4 separate regions of the Hordeum vulgare genome follow, and regions 2, 3 and 4 are each linked to region 1. Evidence: chromatin contacts called from public Hi-C data. All regions are on one chromosome and are shown on one strand. The core of a region is the stretch at or near the end of the contact, and the rest is flanking DNA. Distances in the headings are between cores, read along the strand shown. Region 1 holds the start of LOC123403129 (ADP-ribosylation factor-like protein 8c). Region 2 holds the start of LOC123402079. Region 3 holds the start of LOC123401621 (U-box domain-containing protein 11-like). Region 4 holds the start of LOC123401976 (3-ketoacyl-CoA synthase 5-like).

The links. A called contact is a pair of places that touch in the nucleus more often than the background predicts.
Region 2: a contact with region 1 is called in a Hi-C map of leaf, with 5 times the contacts expected there. The contact joins the promoter of LOC123402079 here to the promoter of LOC123403129 in region 1. A contact is called at or near these places in 2 of 6 Hi-C or Micro-C datasets (leaf and seedling) and 1 of 1 datasets of contacts at active chromatin or transcription factors (embryo).
Region 3: a Hi-C map of seedling shows a contact between it and region 1, with 1.7 times the contacts expected there. The contact joins the promoter of LOC123401621 here to the promoter of LOC123403129 in region 1. A contact is called at or near these places in 1 of 6 Hi-C or Micro-C datasets (seedling) and 1 of 1 datasets of contacts at active chromatin or transcription factors (embryo).
Region 4: a Hi-C map of seedling shows a contact between it and region 1, with 7 times the contacts expected there. The contact joins the promoter of LOC123401976 here to the promoter of LOC123403129 in region 1. A contact is called at or near these places in 2 of 6 Hi-C or Micro-C datasets (leaf and seedling).

The regions. Positions count from the first base shown.
Region 1 is chr6H:492,099,299-492,102,825 of MorexV3_pseudomolecules_assembly, reverse strand. LOC123403129 (ADP-ribosylation factor-like protein 8c) reads left to right here and starts at 1,818. Exons shown (of 6, transcript XM_045097091.1): 1 at 1,818-2,019; 2 at 2,883-2,964; 3 at 3,053-3,085; 4 at 3,176-3,297. The coding sequence starts at 1,982.
Region 2 is chr6H:491,294,254-491,297,780 of MorexV3_pseudomolecules_assembly, reverse strand. It overlaps LOC123402079, which reads left to right and starts at 1,603. Exons shown (of 2, transcript XM_045095946.1): 1 at 1,603-2,676; 2 at 3,438-3,527. The coding sequence starts at 1,978. The coding sequence ends at 3,482.
Region 3 is chr6H:491,351,713-491,355,239 of MorexV3_pseudomolecules_assembly, reverse strand. LOC123401621 (U-box domain-containing protein 11-like) reads left to right here and starts at 1,942. Exons shown (of 4, transcript XM_045095456.1): 1 at 1,942-2,625. The coding sequence starts at 2,329.
Region 4 is chr6H:491,551,195-491,554,721 of MorexV3_pseudomolecules_assembly, reverse strand. LOC123401976 (3-ketoacyl-CoA synthase 5-like) reads left to right here and starts at 1,758. Exons shown (of 1, transcript XM_045095841.1): 1 at 1,758-3,484. The coding sequence starts at 1,875. The coding sequence ends at 3,329.

The sequences.
Region 1 (3,527 bases), core at 569-3,068:
AATGCGCATGAACTCCCCTCCAATATGAAATTGAACGTTCAAAATCTCAGTGGGGTCCATGATTAAATTGAAATAAACACACAATGCGGTCAAAATCAAGCATATCAACCTATTCCTCTTCACAAAAATCGAACATTTTCTGCCACCAATATCGTCCCCAAACTCGAACCTAAAAACCCTAACCCTAATGCGGCAACAACCAGAAACTACTACTACCAGGGGAGGAGGTCATCGAGATCAGTACCTGCTTGTTCGACGCGTCCTCGAGTCGTCACAATCGTCGCTGCGTCGCCGATCAACCGCCTGTCGCCATTGCCGTCGCAAGAGGAAAAGAGCAGGGACAGGGAGAGAAAGAAGCAGGGGACAAGGTTGAACTAGGCCCGCCTACTTTTATCAACCCAGTCGTGCGCAGAAACGACCCATCCCGGCAATCCCTACCACGTCGGCAATCCCCGTTTGGAAATCGCTGTGAAGGTTTGATTTAGACCGGGATCTAAGAGTTTATGACACAAACGACAGAGATTTCGAGTTCAGGTACGATTCGCCGAAGCACTACCAGTTCAAGGTTTAAAATAAACTTTTTCTTTTGCACGTGCAACCCAACGGATGACCAAAATACGTGTATCCGTACGGGTCGGACGCTAGGCACGGAGTCACACCAGCCGCAGTCGAGTACTCGAGGTGCAGGAAGGTGCAAAATCACGACGACTTGGCCGTTCGCGATGATATTTTCAGGTTGTTGTCAAGCGGCTGCACGTGTATGATGCGCCTAAAAAATGTATTTTCACCAAATTAAGTCCGATCTGCTCTGCGCTCGAACTTCTTTTAATGAGGGGACATTTGTTTGACGCGATTTTGTCCTTCCTATTTCCAGAAGGTATATTAAATGTCGTACATCATATGTCACTGAAACGATGTAGTAGTGCAGCGCCATCCTAGAAATAATACACAGTAGCGGCAAAACTTAAACAATAGTTAAAAGAAAAATATTGTGAGTAGTCAAACTGAAAACCTCCTGCAAGTGAGCACCGGAATTCCCGGGATCTTCTAAATAACATAGAAAAAAAACTAAAATTCGAATCATTTTTTATAAATAGCGAAAATACAAAGAATTTTTTGAATATGCAGAACATTTTAAAACACTTTAGAATATTTTTGACAATTTCAGAACTTTTTTTGAAATATGGAAATTTCTAAAATTTAAAAGCATATTTTTTTTGGGCACGAGAACATTTTTTGAAATCGGAACAAAAATTTAACATTATACAAAATTTAACATTGTTGAAAACGAAAGTTCACAAATCAAAAATTTGAAACCGCTGTTCTGGGGTTTTAGGGTTTAAGACATTGTTAAATTTTTTTAAAAATGAAGACAAATACACATCAAAAAATAAAAAGTATAAAAATATAAATGGATACAAAAAAACGAAAAACAAGAAACAGCGAACTAGGTTGCTGGGCTTGAAGCAATCCCCGCGCGTGCAGCGCAGTCAACCACGGCCTATTTTCTGAAGAAAAAAAATCTCGATCAGCCTTTGCAATCCCGGTTTGACAGACAATCTCAGGATTTAATTTAGACCGGAATTACATAGTTCAGGATACAATCGACCGAGATTTTGATTTTGGGTTCATTTCACCGAACCTCTACGAGTTCAGATGTAAAATTGGATTTTTTCCTATATATATCCTACGGCCAAAAAGAGTTGTGGCACATGAATCCACGGCCAGGAGAGTCCAAGACGACACCTCTGGATTCAGGTTCGGATTATTCGTGCACGCCGCTCGGCCGCTGTGCCGCTTACCGCCCGTGACACGGATGCTATTGCTCGTAGGGTGTCCTTCGCTGCAGCCAACGCACGTCTCCTGTCGTCTCGTCCTCGTCTTCCTTCCTCCTCCCCAATCGGCAACCGCGGATTCCCTTCCTCCTCGATAGATCCGGCGGGCGCACGGGCGACGGCCTCGAGCTGCGACAGAAGGCGCCATGGGGCTCTGGGACTCGCTCCTCAACTGGCTCCGAAGGTTCCCGTCTAGCTCTCTCCGCCCCTTCCGTTTCGCTCGATGTTTTCGCGGTTCCAACGGGACGGCCCCCCTCCCGGCGGAATTCCAGTTCCCCCCTTCGATTTGATTATGATCGGTACTTGTAGTATGTCTTCCTTTTTTATTGTGGGATGGGTTTGGATGGATCGGATTTCCCTGCGCGGCGGGATGATGCGGCTGGGTCGGGGGCTGGAGTCGGTCTTTGCTCTGCGCAGTTAGATCCACGTTAGATCAAGCTAATGTAGAGCATACTCATTCGGAAGGTAGCCTTTGGTGTACTGACCTAGTATAATAAGCTTAATAATATCTTAATAGACATTGATGTGGTTAGGGTCTCTGAATCGTAGAGGGAGTAATTTTGAACTTGATACCATACTGTTTTTAACAAGCATGCTTTTGAAGAGCATTCCACAGTTCATTGCAGTTTGAAGCCAATCAGGGCTTACATTCTTAAAACGAATGTTATCCTGGCCTTATGGATATTGGAGATGTCGAAGCTCCCTTTGTGAGAAGAAACTTCTGGAACTAATCATTTCGGTTGAATTTGCTACAGTTAAGGTTATAGGGTGAGAGTGGATGTTTGGAGTTCTACAGTCAGGATCCAATCCTGAGTAATCTTTGCTGTTGTTCTTGATGTTCTAAACTGTCAGTTAGGTTAGTCCAGCTCATGTTGGTGAATCAGATTGAGATCAAGTTTTACTACCCAGTTTAGTCTATGCTATATGGGTATCCGGACTATACCAATCATGAAACTTGAAGATGTGCCAATAATAATACTGAGTTGCCTTTGAAGGATGACCAATCAGTCAAAATTAACTCATGGGAGTAACATTTTTTTGTTTCAGCCTGTTCTTTAAGCAGGAGATGGAGCTCTCCCTGGTTGGCCTACAGAATGCTGGGAAGACATCTCTAGTCAATTCAATTGCTGTATGCATCAACTCACACAACTTAAGCTATGCAACATTTATTTTTCTTTGTTGTCCTGATATTCACTCATGGCTGCTATGCTTCTCAGACTGGTGGCTACAGTGAGGACATGATTCCAACTGTATGTATATCACTGCTTCTTGATGAATATTTTGAACCATCTCGATTATCTAAGTGACCTGAAGTAAGGATGTTCATCTGCTCAAAACAGGTAGGCTTTAATATGCGGAAAGTCACTAAGGGAAATGTCACAATTAAACTTTGGGATCTTGGAGGGCAACGCAGATTCCGAACTATGTGGGAGCGCTACTGTCGCGGTGTTACTGCTATTCTGTAATGTCCCTTGCTTCTCAGAGATCTCATATTTCACACATCTGAAAACTCAATTTTGTGATAATATGATTTGTGTGCCAATATGCAATAAATAACATCCATTCCGAAGATAATCATCGGTATGCTGGAAGGAGATAGTGCAGTATGTATGATACTAGTTTATGACATGCTCAGTTTATTTCTAAGCCTGCCCAAACATATTTGGTTAATGTACTTGTGCAAGGGCCATT
Region 2 (3,527 bases), core at 354-2,853, 800 kb after region 1:
AGTATGAGTTGCTTTTTGAAGCTGACATTGTATGCCGGTCGGTGGCAATGGTGCCGGTATTAACTTTGGATGATGACAAGATCGCTCGCTTGATCTACTTTTCAAATGTGTGCGTGAACATTAAATTGATCCCTAGCGCACTGCCGACCCAAATCTTAAACAGGACGGGCGCGAGTGGACGGCTAATCCAAATGAAAAAAAACGGATAAATCCGTTTGAGTCGACGCGTTCGAATTTCTCTAAATCTCGCATCGTCATCATCTCTTCTGTTCCAATCCAATTCGTTAGAGGTCGCAAGTATATCCATCTGGACATGACAGCAACAAAGGTGATCCCGGTTTGAAAAGCCACATCGTAATCCTGACTCTTTTTCAGAACAGTGACGCGGGTATGGACAACGACGAACTGACGATGACATGCATGGACCGATGCGATTTTCTGTTCACGGCTTGATTGAGACTGTGTAGTCCCTTATGAACATTTGACTTGCCATGGCATCCGTTGAGATAGCCTGTGGCCGTACGTGCATCTGCTGTGATGTATGTGTTCACTAACTCACATATATACGGTTTAAGCAGCAGCGCGCTCGCAGATAGAGGAGGTGACGCTGCTACGTGCCGTTGATGATTCGCTTTCGTGGTGCGGTCACAGGCGACCCAAAGATATATGATCGCCCGGTTTGTCAGCTTGCGACGACGGACGCGATGCGCCATGCGATGGTCATGGCAGCGACAGGAAACCGAAGATTGTATGCCCGATTACGTACGCAGCGCAGGCCGCCGTACCAGGCGATGAAAGTAACCAAAATAGTGTATGCATTTTGAAGGGGCTAGCTGTACGTACGCCTGTAGTACATTGCGAGAAGAGAGCAGGCAACCATAAATGGCGCTACGTACAATGGCGGATCACCATATGCAGGGAGGTTCCGGCATATAGAGCAGTGCCGTGCGTAGATTAGTAGTAGCACAAAAAAAGGTTGATGGGTTCGGAACAGACAAAAAGAGGGTATCGATTTGACAGTGGAAGCCGTCTTGATCGGCCTACCGACACCGCACAGGAGTCGTCCCTTGAGAAGCGGTGAGATGCAGCCCCCGACGCAGGATTCAGTTGACATCTTATCGTGTCTTTAAGAGATCTATATCTATGGCTTGACCTACACACACCTACAGTTACTACATCTTGCTTGTTCCGAGAGCTAACGACCAACCAGATTTGTACTAGTAATTCTAATTCCAGAACCGGAGCGGATCGGTGGCGCCCGATGGATCGATTGTTCACATTAACGCGATCATGGATATGGAAAGGAAGTCGGGTGGGGTGACTACCGTACTAACTTGAATCACACTTAGCCGCTCGCTTTACAGTTCACGGTTGGGCAGCGTTGGCGAAAGAGCTAAAGCCAACACGTTACTACACGCACATCCTGTCACAACCCACGATCGTGTCGTGAGTAACCACACACAATGGAAACCAGCCCCGATATTCCCCTGCGCAGATCCCGTTCGTCCCAACGCTTTCACATGCGTGCACACTCCCTCCCTCCCTCCCTTCTGCTACCACCACCGCTCTACCTTGATAAGATAACCGTGTGTATTCCCGGTGGCCATGATTTCGAGCTGTGAACCGGTTGAGTCTGTCTCCGTGCTGCTGCGAGTGCCTGATGATAATCATTCACACGCAGACGGACGGACGCTGCCTCAACCACGCCCCGGCAATCTGCATCCAAAGGCGGGAAACGCAACGCAAGAGAGACAAGCGTACCACCTCGGCATCCCCATAAAATACGCCCCCCGTCACCTTTGACCCCTCCACCTTTCGCCACCACTCCCCCAGTTTCCCTTCCTTTTATAAAACAAACCAACAAACAAAAGATCACCACGCACAGGCCCAGACATACGACGCCTCCCTCAAGAACCAAGACCGAACGCACGCCGGCCGGCGCGCACCACCACCACCAAGCCCGAGGCCACCGAGGGGATGGGGAACAGCATTGGGGCGAAGAGGAAGGGGGCCAAGGTGATGCAGCTGGACGGGACGTCCTTCCGGGTGAAGACGCCGGCGGCGGCGGCGTCCGACGTGCTGCGCGACCACCCGGGCTTCCAGCTGCTGGAGGCGGAGGAGGTCAAGCTGCTGGGCGCGCGGGCGCGGCCGCTGGCGCCCGACGCGCCGCTGCGCCGGGGACGGCTCTACTTCCTCGTGGCGCTCCCGCGCCGCCCGGCCGCGGGGCCGCCGCGCCGGGCGTGGTCGGGCAACCTCCGCGTCGGCGCGCGCGAGCGGCTCGAGTCGCTCATGCTCGCCCGCCGCTCCACCTCCGACCTCTCCTCCTTCCAGGGCGTCGCCTCCGCGTCCGCCCCCGCCTCCCCGCTCCCCGGCGGCACCCCCGTGCGGCTCAGGATGCGCCTCCCCAAGGCGCAGGTGGAGAAGCTGATGGGGGAGAGCCGGGACGCGGCCGAGGCGGCGGCCAAGATCATGGAGCTCTGCGCGGCCGTGGGCGACGGCGGCGCCTGCAGCGCCAAGGTGACGCCCGAGAGGCCGCCCGGCATCCTGCGCAGCCCGCGGTTCGCCGCCACGCCCGACTGGGGCTCCGGCTTCATGCTCCCCAACCCCAAGTCGGCCCCCGGCGCGCCGCCCAAGACGCCGCAGAGGTGGCCCACGCTGCCCCGCACCAAGGAGGAGGTAACCACCATTACTATCTTCAAGATTTCAATCAATTAGCCCCATCCATTCTCCACGTGCATTGCATCACTGCGTGTCCCCTTATGCGCACTTCGTGCAACAAGAATTATATTAACTCTGAACAAGATCTACATTACATTTTTTACTTGCTGTAGTAGAATTTGCGAGCTATCCTCACCTTGACAGATATTGTATGTGAAAAAGCAGAAATCTTGGCCAGCAAATGCGTGGTACAGTACAGTAGAATTCTTGGGTTTTGTTGGATCGGTGGTTACCGTGGCACAAAAGCACCCACTACTAGCACCGGTGTAGCGTGGACAAGGTTAGCGAAACTGCAGGATGTCAGATCAGATGCCGCGTACAGTACAGCGGCAACAAGAGTTTTTCTTCTGCTGCTAGTAGTATCTGCAGAGAACATGTAGCCTGTCTCAGTGGCGCACTACACCTGGGAAACCCTTCTCCGCTCATTGCGGGAAACAGCAACCTACACGAAGCGCTTTCGTGCGGGTTTCCTCTTCCACACCATGAGCATCTGTCTTTTAACAAATAGATAGGGTTAGTAACCGTCGCAATAAAAAAAAAGAAATAGATCGATATGATGCCTGCCATTTTTGTTTGCTGTTTCTAATTTGTCTTGTGGTTCTGAATCCAGACCCACAAGTTTTGGTCTGAGGGTAGACAATTCCTGTTATACAAAAAGATCTGTGTAACACTTGTTGCCTTTCCTGAAGTCTAATCTTGTCTCCATTTCCATGTTTCAGAAGCGAGCGAGGTTCGTCGCGTTGCCGGACGAGCTGATAGCATGACCGGTATTTGCCTTGCCTTGACGGAGACGAGTTAACACATCCATC
Region 3 (3,527 bases), core at 693-3,192, 750 kb after region 1:
CGGCCCATGCCACCTATAACTTGTTACCTATTCCTTTATCGAGTGTAACGAGAGGAATGCGAACTTTCCGTCTGCTGGAGTCTGGGATCTGTGTTCAAGAAACTCTTCCAAGGGCAATGGTTCGACACCGAGGGCTTTGCTTGTCAACCTAAGACCCGACGACAAGTACGGCAAGACCACGACGAGCGCACTCAATCACACCGGGCACGACAGGGGCGCGCGAGCTATCCAGGTTCGGGCCACCGTGAAGTGTAATACCGTACTCCTATCTTTGTTGGATTACTCCCTAATGGGGAGCTTGCGGCTCGAGGTACACGAGGTGTGGGGGAGAATGGTTCGATACCCTTACATGGAAGCGCCCATGTCCCTTTGTAGTGCCTTGGTCCTCTTCCCCAAAAATACGAGTGGGAAAGAGTGTCCACAGGGCAACAACCCAAAGGGAGACAAATGCCCACGCTTACCCTAACTAAAGACGGTATCCGCCTGATCAAGTAGTCGTCCTGATGCACTCGTGGGATCAGCGATGACGTCCGCCCTGGCTCGCCAATCCGTTCTGATCTTCTTGCACTAAAGAGGAAATAGTTTGGGACCTGCTTTGGGGGAGGCAGACACCCTTGCTTCCTTATCATCAGAGTGGAAACTGGCTTATGCCACGCCCTGTCGTCATTATCCTGACAGCAGGATGTCATCCACGTGACGGGCGGGGAACCCTACGGCTGACGTCGTACGAACATGTCTTGTGAAGTGGCCTCGCAAGGGAGGTCTCGCTAGGCGCTTCTGTACTTGATGGCGTTGGCTAGGCCTAGGCTGGTGGTGAGGGGTCTCGCGAGGCACTTATGTACCTGGTGGCCTTGGCTAGGCCTAGCCTGGTGGTGAGGGGTCTCGCGAGGCGCTTATGTACCTGGTGGCCTTGGCTAGGCCTAGCCTGGTGGTGAGGGGTCTCGCGAGGCGCTTCGGTACTTGGTGGTCTTGGCTAGGCCTAGCCTGGTGGTGAGGGGTCTCGCGAGGCGCTTATGTACCTGGTGGCCTTGGCTAGGCCTAGCCTGGTGGTGAGGGGTCTCGCGAGGCGCTTCGGTACTTGGTGGTCTTGGCTAGGCCTAGCCTGGTGGTGAGGGGTCTCGCGAGGCGCTTCGGTACTTGGTGGCCTTGGCTAGGCCTAGCGTGGAGGCGAGGGGCCTCGCAAGGCTAGCCCCTTGCAAGGCGGCTTCTTCCGGAGCCCTCGCGACCAAGTCATCCTCTGCAGGGCGGCCCAAATATCGCCTTCTGGGCTAGAGGTAATAGAAATGTGCTATCTTGATTTCCACTCGACGGGCACCGCCAAACTCACCTACCAACCTAGATAAAAAGAAAAAAGAAGAAAAAAGAAATAGCATGGTCGTTGACCGAGTCATTGAAATGTGGCATAAATATGCCATATTTCACGCCAAGTCAATATAATTACAAAAAACATTTGCAGTTCATCACAACCTATCCCTACAACGTGTTCGTCAAGTATTGGAATGGATGGAAATCATAATTTAGAGAGAGAAAGAGAGACGTGGGGAGATTAGACACGAACATTCTCGGTCCTGCATTCAGCGTCGAAACAGTATAACACGTACAAATGTAAGAGGGATGTTTTTTTTCCCTTTGTGTGGCCAGCGAAAATTTGCAAAATGTTAGCCGAAAACGATCATGTCAATAAATTTCTCCTAATTCCCACACCTCAGTTATGTAAACGATGTGTGATTTCGCGTCACAACTGTCCCAAAGATCATATCTTGATGAATAACTTCCCTTTTTTTTAAAGAAACGAACAGTTGTACTGTATGTATAACGCGGCAGGCCCTAGTAACGGTGCCGCGTCGTGGGCAGCGGGGCGAGGCGGGCACACGGGATCCGGAACCCGTCGCTCCCCGGGGAGTGCAGCCAGGCGGGCACCGATTTCCTGGCATTAGTTTACTCCGGTCTGCCGCGCCGCGCCCGGGAATCTCTCCTCACGCGAACGGCAGCCCAGTGGCCAGCCACCCCACCCCCAGCTCACCCCCTCCCCTCTCCCCTCCGCACGGCCTGCGCCTCACCGGAGGCCGGGACGGGATCCCTCCCTCCCACTCCCAGCTAGCTGCCGCCAACCTGAGCCCAGCCCCGCATTTCATTAATCCGCAGCCCATCCTCATCCTCATCACCCCTTTCCTTCCCCGAGCAGAGCCCCCTCGCACCACCACCACCACCGCTCCTACATTACTGCGCGACGTTGACATTGGAGGTTGGCATGCCCCCTCCCCCCTCCGCTTCCCCGCCGCTCCCCCTTCCCGTCCTCCGCGCGGAGTCCTGACCCGGGGCGGCGCGATGGCGGCGACGGCCGGGGCGGCCGCGGAGATCGTGCGGGAGATCGCGGCCGTGGGCGCCGCCGACCTGGCCGCCGCCGTCGAGCCGCTGCGGGCCGACTGCCTCCGCCTCGCGCGCAAGGTGTCCCTGCTCACGCACCTCGTCGCCGAGGTCGCCGAGGCGTCGTCTGGGGAGGACGGCGCGTCCGAGCCCGAGGCGACGGCCTGGGTGGCCGACCTGCTCCTGGCGCTCCAGGCCGCCAGGAGGTTCGTCGCGCTCGGCCGCGGGCCGGCGCTCCACACGGGGGCCGCGGATCAGGTGACTGCCGGGGATCTCTTGGTCCAATCAAACCTTCTGCATTGCTCGCTTCTTGACGCGCGGCTCTTGGCCAGATTTCGCCGAACACTTTGAGCGCGATTGCGCGGCGTCTGGTCCGCGCGTTCGTTAGATTGCTCTCTTTTCGGCATGTGATTCGTTTCCGTTGACGATTAGTATACCGGGCAAGATTTTAGAGATTCATTCACGAAAGTTTTACTTTCGCTTGCGCGTAGATCTTTTTGTCCAGCCGCTCCAGTTGCAGCTATTGCGCTGTTATATTTTAACGGCTGTAGATCTTATTAGACTTGGGGGTGCATCTTGATGTGGTCAGATCATGCGTGTCCTCCTATACTTACTTCTATGATGCCTCGATGAGTTTAAACTTGTGCGCACCAGGTAAGAAGAACAAAGGTGTCAAACAAGTAACGTCTTAGCATTCTTAGCATGGACATGTTGACCTGGTTTCCTGCCGTCCCTTTTTTTTTCATTTATCCATCCGAAATGCTCATTGCCATTGCCAATTCGTATTTTGCAACCTTCAATATCTTCTTATCTAATTATTGTTGCTTACTGGAGCCTTTTGATACTCTGGTCTTGTATTTCGTCAAATTAACTTTTGGTCTCAAGACCACACTATGCTGCTTGGGATACATTGCCAAATTTGCATGATTGTGTGTATGCGGTGGAGTAGCTAAGCGAGTCGTTTGAGTACTTGAAATCATCTCTCCTAAAATTGGTTCAAGGAAGATAAATGTTTATTAGTTGTCACTATAATTTTGTACTCCCTCTGTAAACAAATATAAGAGCATTTAGATAACTACTTTAGTGATCTAAACGCTTTTATATTTCTTTACAGAGAGAGTAATTTTTAAATTTTCAGGAGGTTCTGTGATCCATTTGTC
Region 4 (3,527 bases), core at 509-3,008, 550 kb after region 1:
CACTCAACAATTCTTGCCACTTCATTTCAAAGTATGCTATTGACCTTTCCTCATAGACACATCTCTTAAAATCAGCAAGGAATTGAGGATGGTCTGAAATTACATGGCTAAGATGCTTAGCAGCATTTTGATAAATGTGCCACAAACAGAGGCGGTGCTTTGTATTTGGGAGAACAATGCTGATTGCTTTCGCCATGGCAGCACACTGATCGGTGAAGATGGTTGCAGGTGCCTTGCCAGACATGGCGGTTAAGAATGTGTTGAAGAGCCAGATGAATGAATCTTTGGTTTCATCACATAACAGGGCAGCTCCAAAAAGAATGGTTTGCTTATGATGATTTGTTCCAAGTAGTGGTGCAAAAGGCATTTCAAACTTGTTTGTCTGAAATGTTGTGTCAAAGGACAAAACATCACCAAAGCAAGCGTAGTCCATGATAGCTTGACCATCTGCCCAAAAAAAATTAGCTATCCGGCAATCCTCTTCGTATAATTGTATAGCATAAAAAAAAGAAGGATCATTTAAGTGCTTGTTTTTCAAGAATTCCAGCAATGTTTGCGCATCATTAACTTCCAGATACTTCCTACGCTCACGACCAATATGGTTATTGGAATCCATCCGCAAGAAAGGTACATTATGGGGTCCTTTATACCACTGCTTGAAAAAATTGTACACTTCAGCTGGCTTTATTCCGGCTTCACGCATCTCACCAATCACAAGTTTACCGGACGCTGCAATACGACGTTGCGACCTCAACATGTGCCTCTTATCTGGACTTGCGAAATCATGGTTGTGCTCAAGAAGAACCTTTTGCACATTCCAAACGCCATCAGGAGAAATACTCAGCTGAACACGGGCATTGCAATCACACCTTGTGGTTGCATTTTCATTCTTGGTGTGATGTGATGAATGAGTTTCTCGCTCACCTTGTTTGCTGCAAACCAAATGTTTCTGATAAACGGTTCCATCTCGTCTCAACTTCGTGTGGCTCCTTCGAATGCTGAACCCAACTTTACAAGCATAATTATTGTAAAAATCGTATGCCTCCTCCTCAAACTTAAATGCCATTCCAACTCTAGGAACAGGTATGGTTTTAACATTGACACAGCCACTTCCATGAAGATCGTCGTCGCCAGCGCTGCTTCCATGAAGGTCTGCTGCCGCTGCTTCCATGTGGACGCCGCCACTTCCATGAAGATCGTCGTCGCCAGCGCATGGACGGGTAGCCATGGGGACAGGTCTGCTGCCGCTGCTTCCATGAAGGCCTGCTGCCGCTGCTTCCATGTGGACGCCGCCACTGCTTCCGTGAGGGACGACGAGCACGTCGTCATCACCGGCGAAAGGAGAGGTCTCCATGGGAGACATGGCGGCAGTGCCCAGGTTTGGCGCCGGGGAAATGTTGCTACGACGGCGCCTCCACGTCGGGCGCGGCGGAGACTGCAGGTGAGAAGATTGCTACCTTCTGGTTACGTTTGTTGGACGGAAGGTATTGATTAGATTGATATTGTGTCGTATCCATACTATAAATACGTATCAACTGATTAGGGTATTTTAAGCAGCTTTAAGATGTGTGCAAACAATGACGTGTCAAAATCTGAAGAGGGGCTTGAGACCCGGCACTATGAGGCCCCGTCCCATAGAATTTTCTTCCCCTCTAACCACTTCTATAGTGTGATCTCTTCTCGGAGCGACAGGCTCGGGCTCCACCTGCGGGGTCCCGGTACCCGGAGTTTCGCTTCTTTAAATTCTCCCTCCCGGCTTTCTCCTCGCCTCCCACCGCGAGCCAAGCGACACACACACCCACGAGGCCACAGAGCTACAGCTGCTCCCAACACAGACGCGAGCGCACGCAAACGATACAGAGCGCACCGTTAGCATGAGCTCGTCGGCGCAGCTCAAGCGGCTGTACCAGCTGGCGGTGAGCAACATCGTGGCCATCGTGGCAGTGCCCTTCGCCGCCTCGGCCCTGCTCAAGGCGGCGGAGCTAGGGCCCGATGAGCTGCTCGCCCGGCTGCGCGCGCTCCGGCCCGTGCACATGTTCCTCGCCGCGTTCGTCCCGTCCGCGGCGGCCGCCGTCTACCTCAAGCTCCGGCCGCGCGCGGTGTACATGGTGGACTACGCGTGCTTCCGCACCAGCCCCAGCTGCCGCGTCCCGTTCGCCGCGTTCGAGGAGCACGCCCGCGTGTGGCCGGGCTTCGACGAGCGCAGCGTGCGCTTCATGTCGCGCTTGCTCGAGCGCTCGGGGCTCGGGGAGGAGACCTGCCTCCCCTACGCGCAGCACTACATCCCGCCGTCCTGCGACCTCGAGTCCTCCCGCGCCGAGGCCGAGCTCATCGTCTTCTCCGCCATCGACGACCTGCTCGCCAAGACCAAGGTCGCCCCGGTGGACATCGACATCCTCGTCGTCAACTGCAGCCTCTTCGCGCCAACGCCGTCTTTCGCCGACATGATCGTCAACCGGTACAACCTGCGCAAGGACGTGCGCAACGTGCACCTCGCCGGGATGGGGTGCAGCGCCGGTCTCATCTCCGTGGGGCTCGCCCGGAACCTGCTGCAGGTCGCTCCCAGGGGCTCGAACGCGCTGGTGGTGTCGACGGAGACCATCACGCCCAACTACTACATGGGCAAGGAGCGCGCCATGCTCCTGCCCAACTGCCTCTTCCGCATGGGCGGCGCCGCCGTGCTCCTCTCCACCAACGGCGCCAACGCGCGGTTCCGGCTGGCGCGGGTGGTGCGGACGCTGACCGGGTCCCAGGACGGCGCGTACCGCTGCGTGTACCAGGAGGAGGACGAGCGCGGCAACGTGGGGATAAACCTGTCCAAGGACCTGATGAGCGTCGCCGGCGAGGCGCTGAAGGCGAACATCACGGCCATGGGGCCCCTGGTGCTGCCGGCGTCGGAGCAGCTGCTGTTCGCGCTGTCCTTCATCGCGCGCAGGGTGGTGAACCGCGGGATCAAGCCGTACATCCCGGACTTCCGCACGGCGTTCGAGCACTTCTGCATCCACGCGGGCGGGCGGGCGGTGATCGACGAGCTGCAGCGCAGCCTGACGCTGTCGGACGAGCAGGTGGAGGCGTCGCGGATGACGCTGCACCGGTTCGGCAACACGTCGAGCAGCTCGCTGTGGTACGAGCTGGCGTACGTGGAGGCCAAGGGGCGCATGCGCAAGGGCGACCGCGTGTGGATGATCGGCTTCGGCTCCGGGTTCAAGTGCAACAGCGCCGCCTGGGAGTGCATCCGCCCGCCCGCGGCGCCCGGCGGCGCCGACGGGCCCTGGGCCGCCTGCGTCCACCGCTACCCCGTCGACATCCCCGACGTGCTCAAGCACTAGCCACTAGCTCGTCGATCTCGTGCACATTCGTACACACACGTTCGCTCCTACACAGGAAAGTCTACACAGTAGCCACTACTAGGCAGTAGCACACTAGTAATACTACCAACGATCGATCCGTGCTCTGTACGTAGTAACTATTCATTGCTGCATGCCTGCATGCATCCAGTGAGCGACTCCATCTCTTTTCTCTCTCTC